2 separate regions of the Hordeum vulgare genome follow, and region 1 is linked to region 2. Evidence: chromatin contacts called from public Hi-C data. All regions are on one chromosome and are shown on one strand. The core of a region is the stretch at or near the end of the contact, and the rest is flanking DNA. Distances in the headings are between cores, read along the strand shown.

Evidence for each region. A called contact is a pair of places that touch in the nucleus more often than the background predicts.
Region 1: a Hi-C map of leaf shows a contact between it and region 2, with 2.8 times the contacts expected there. The contact joins the promoter of LOC123412844 here to the enhancer-like site in region 2. A contact is called at or near these places in 2 of 6 Hi-C or Micro-C datasets (leaf and seedling).

The regions. Positions count from the first base shown.
Region 1 is chr1H:429,872,271-429,874,970 of MorexV3_pseudomolecules_assembly, reverse strand. It overlaps LOC123412844 (pheophytinase, chloroplastic), which reads right to left and starts at 1,408. Exons shown (of 6, transcript XM_045105800.1): 1 at 1,031-1,408; 2 at 843-954; 3 at 651-744; 4 at 155-332; 5 at 1-67. The coding sequence starts at 1,338.
Region 2 is chr1H:429,591,202-429,593,901 of MorexV3_pseudomolecules_assembly, reverse strand. No RefSeq gene overlaps it. Among protein-coding and RNA genes, the nearest start is that of LOC123442799, 71 kb to the left of the region's middle. Within about 2 kb of position 1,266, at least 3 of the 3 cell types and tissues checked have open chromatin away from gene starts, as enhancers often do. A contact at or near this core is called in leaf and seedling, where this site is marked.

The sequences.
Region 1 (2,700 bases), core at 159-2,658, 280 kb before region 2:
GACCAGTTCATCATCCACGGCGTCTTTGTTTCCGTAGACAGACATCAAGATGTTCTTCAGATTCTCCCTGTTTCAGCTCAGGAATCAGTATATACATCACCATGTCAGTCGGCCAAGGGACCGGGTAACTAAAACCAATGTAGTGAAGACATGCCTTTCTTTCACACGCCCGAAGAGCGCCGATGCGATGCTCTTTTGTTTGAGCAGAAAGTCGATTAGCCAGAGCAGAGGCAAGAGCAGCTTGATCCTCCAGTCATCCACGATCGCCTTATTGTTCATCCCACCTGAGCAGTTCAGCAGAACGAGTCCCCGGACAAGGTCCCTGGTAGAATCTGTCGTTCATTCAGCATTAACAAACAAAGTCAACATTTCAGAGTGAGTAAAATGACTACAGACGTTGATTAACCGCTGTAACTAAGCTTGATTGATTTGATTAAAGGAGAAGCTAATATCTGCCTGGTTAAAAACAGAGAAGGTTTCCATCTAAATAATTCAGAAGTAGGTCTTCCTGCAATTGCTCTATCACATGGGATGGGCAAAACTGATGTATAATTGTCAGCTGCAAAATCGTTCTGCAGAAGCAGCTACAGAGTTACCGCTCCATGTTCGACATTAACACCAGGATGTGGCCTCAGTAGAAGATGTCTAACCTGAGGCAGCAATGACACAAGCAAGGCTCCCCACAGAGTTGCCAACGAGCACGGTGGGCCTCTTGACGACCTCGTCCAAGAACTCCAGGATCAACTGCTTGGCACAAAACCAGATATGCAATTAACCAATTTAACTACACGCCATGATCTGTTGATTGTTAGCTACGAGTAGTGGCCAAACCGAGGACTCACCTCGGCCCATGTTTCCATGGTGTAAGAGAATCCAGCAGGCTTGTCTGACGCCCCGAACCCGAGCAAATCGATGGCATAAACCGTGTTGGATTCAGACAACACGCCAATGTTCCTGAAAACAAATGTTCAGATAACATTCGTGAAGTAAACATCCGTAGAGCCTGGCCGGGCTCGATCGGCTTGCTCACCTGCGCCAGTGCGCGACGGAGGCGCCGAAGCCGTGGACGAGCAGCACGGGCAGGCCCTCCCCCCTGACCAGGTAGTTCACGCGCATCCCTCGCCATGACCAGGTGGTGCAGCTCCGGGACAGCTCCTCCAGCGACGAGCTGGCGGCGGGGGGCGCGCTGCCGCCGCCGAAGGCGTGCCGGAGAACACGGGCGCCTCTGAGGCCGGCATGCGTGGGAGGCGACGAGGAGGATGCGAAGGGGAGACGGGTTCTTGGAGTTGCCAAGGAGGTGAAGGAAAGGACACGGTGGTGGTGGGCGAGTGCGGCCATATCCTCCGCGCGCTCCGTCGCCCCCGGTGGCCACCGGTTGTCTGGTTGTCCCGTGTTTTTTCTGGCGTCGTTAATCGATTATTGCGCCGAGAATTGTGCTTTTTTTTTTCTTCTGGACCACGATAGTATAAATCACAAATCCAAAGGAAATGCAAAATCTTGGGGCTCTGCTTTACTCTACAGCACTCCTTTCGTCTATGTTTTTTAAGTCAGACTTTGTAAATTTCAACCAAATTTATCAAAATATATGGACGTCTAAAATACCAAACCAATGTCATCAGATTCATCATAAAAATGTTTTTTCATATGATTACTATGTATTATAGATATAAATATGTTTCTTTCTATATGTACGATGATCAGAGTTTATGAAGTTTGACTTTTACGAAAACCAATGCCCATTATATTATATAGTAGCAAACATGTTCGGATGTTGCAACGGAACGAAAAAATCACCCTTCACACACACACTCAACAACATCAACAATCCATTGAAAACTTTCATGATGGCAAACAACAAACAATGTGATAAACCTCACAAAAGAAAACAACATAATAAATGATGTTGTAGAGAAACATAAAAATGGGATGATTTTTGAGTGTACTCAAGGTGTTTACAAGAAACTTTATTGGCACAATTTCAAACAATATGGAAATCAATGTTAAGCCACTTGTTTACATAAGCCCTGTATCAACAGTTTATTGTACAACATCGTATATGAGTTAGTTATTGTGCATCGTTTTAAATAGATAGCATATGGTAGCTAGTAGGACTAACATCCCATGTGGTGTCAATAATATCTTTTATGAGGGCATTAAACTATCATAGCTACTTAATTCAAATGGGGTAAGAAACATATATAATATGCATTTTCAAAATACCCTGTATAAAAAAGGTTGCACCCTAAACATAATTCTAGAAATGTTAAACATGCAAGATAATAGCATATTTGAAATCTACATATTTTTCCAAGGAATTTCTAAATATAAGATTTGAATATTCACTTCAAATGGGGTAGGATACATGTGTAATGGGCGTTTTCAAAATACTCAATATAAAAAGGTATTTAATTAAGTTTGCGCCTAAACATAAATTTAGAAATGATTAACATGCAAGATAATAGTATATTTGTAATCTACACATTTTTCTCAGGGATTTCTATATATAACATGTTAGATTTGTAGTTAGAGTTTGAAAGATATGAATATTTTGAAAAATATTTGAATCTGTCCAAAAAAAGTGAAATGTAAACATAGAGATTGTGGGCCGAAATTACAACATTGTCCCGCCCAATTCAGGAAAATAAAAGGAGAAAAAGAAAATTGGAAGAAGCATGGATTGAACCTTGCTCTCCCGAGTTA
Region 2 (2,700 bases), core at 17-2,516:
CTTCTCTTGGAAAGCTGCTGATTGTTCCAAAAACTCGCAGGGGCATGCAGATGCGGGGCACACACCTGCACAACAAGTTTTAAATTTAGTTTGTGAAACTAAGGGCCTGTTTGGTTTATGATTAACTTTGCCACAACTAACCTTAGGTAAAGTGTGGCTGCCATAAAAAGTGTGGCTAACAAAATGGACACAACAAGTGTGGTAAGATTTGGCAAAAAATTAAGTGTATGACATGTGGACCATATAACTAAAAAAGTGTGGCAAGCCACAAATGTGGCAATGAACCAAACACATGCCTAAGGTATTGTGGCATGACTAAGGTTAGGCGTGGCAACCTTAGGTTGGGAACCAAACAGCCCCTAACTATTTTGTCGGTCACGAGTTCTGAAACTTATGATTTTCTCGGTCATTCATACCAAGTTTCAAAAGTTGAAACCCAATGAAGTTTTATAAACTCGTCAAAACGTTTTCAAAATGAATCTCATTTGAAAGTCCTCGTCACCCGAAACGCAAATATGAAAAAAGAACTTAATTTGGACTTCTGCTCAAAAGACACGACAGATTAAATATCAAAATCCAAAGGGGGGAGGGGTGCCTGCCCCTCTCCTGCTACAAATCTCCTCCCTGGCTGCCTTTCATTGTGTAGTTTGAAGATCAGTTCTTTTGCAAGAATAATGGGAGGCAAGGTGTACACACAAAGCCAACAATATCATTGTCATTTTCGGGGTTGAAACCTACGTCGGGTTCTGTTTGGCCTTGTTTTTAGGTTTGCAAAGTTTAACGAAAAGAGCTTGCAAACTTGTAGCTACATAGCAAGGTCTGCCAACAAGGTCGCTAAATAGCAAGGTCTGCCAAACTTTTGCAAAATACAGCGTCAAGAGTGTCTGCCAACAAGGTCGCTACATAGCTACAGTGCAATTTGTCAGTGTGTCGATCGCTGCACCTCTTGCTCCCTTGAAATGACCCTTTTTCCTTTTCGCGAGGCCTGCTCGTTTGTTATCTTGTACACTTCAAAACTGATAATCGAACGCAAACATAATTGAATGGCCGAATTTTCGGGCACCACCCAATCTTTACACGAGTCGTTGTCACAAGAATTCAGCGAAAACGAAAGAAAAAATGGTTTTCAGGACTCTTTCTCTCTTTGATTTTTCCTGCTACCTCTTGAGGCCACGCATTTATAAGCCGCGGACGCTCATGTCCTGAACATGGTTGGCAATGGGGCGATGCTGACTTGGCAGAGGATGAGGTATACCCACGCCGCTGACCAATGCGGTGCCACTATGCCAGGGTGCAACTCCCAGCTGTCCACTTTTGGATATCTCGAGCTGTAGTGGACGGGTCAAAACAAAATGCGAAGCAACCTTCTCATTTTCTTCCTTGTAAGCAAGCTGTACGTAACCTGAACAATGCGATCTTTTCATAAGCTAGGGGAGAAGTGGAGCTGCCCATGGCAAACCCATTTCTTAACAAGCTTCAGTTAAAAAATGAGCTATAGCAGCGTTAGGTCCGCCTTGAACAAGGAAAATGCTTTTTGTACAGCCTTCGGTTTGAGTGAACTGGAGCGACGTTAGGTCCGCTGTTGTGCAAAGCATGTGTGAATATGTATTCCTTCTAAACAAGGTTGAAGGTAGGGCAATGTTTCGTTGCAATTCTTTACTATTTCGTGTCCCAAAATATTGGTTAAAGACTAGCACATATGCCCGTGCGTTGCAATGGAAGAATAAAGCTAATAAATATTTAAATTTAGTAAGAATCTATGTGCAAGCATGATGCCATGTTGCACGTAATCTATGGATAATTACTTCCAACGGCGTCGGCTCATTGCGCGGCCTTTGATCGGGCATGGCACTTTGGATCCTCCCGCTCGAAATTCCAGTTTAAGTACCGTGAGTGATGCCTACAATTTAATTCATGGATAATCTCTTTCAATGGTGTAGGCACATTACACAACCTTTAATAGGGCACTACAATTCGAATTGCATGATATCATGATGCTTGAAATGCCAGTTTAAATTTCATGATTATTTCTTCAATTTAATTCATGCATAATTTCATCCAACTTTTGTTGGCTCATTGCGCAACCTTTTATTGGACCTTTCCTAGAGGGAGACATTTTTTGTGGGGATTAATTAGATGAACGTCTCATCCGTTGCTTATCAAGACGGTTTGTTGATATGCAATTCAAAGACATATATAAATTGTGGATAATTCAACTTTGCCCCAGGCTTAGCTGCTCCCGCTCACGAAAAAATTCAAAAGAAATACTAGAAAATTCAAAAAATTCTAAATTTTTTTGTGCAGTACATAATTTGATGCGTGAGGTCCGCTCCAACTTTCATCCTATTTGAACATCTGATCAGCTCTCAGAAAAAAGACAAATTGGATCAGAAAAGTTCGTGAATAGTTAACCTTTTTTACAGACCCAGATTTGTCTTTTTTAATGAGAGCTGCTCATATGTTCAAATAAGATGAAATTTGAAGCGGCCTTCGTGCATTAAGTTATCTACCACAAATTTTCTTTTGAAAATTTTGAATTCTTCTACTATTTATTTTGATTTTTATTCATCGATGTAGGTGCAGACGAGCTCGGGAGCCAAATGCCGCTCCCATAAATTGATGGGATTGATAGTCAAAAACCAAGGTAGGACTATTTAATGGATAAACAAACGTAAAAGGATAGTTGAAACATTGAGTCTT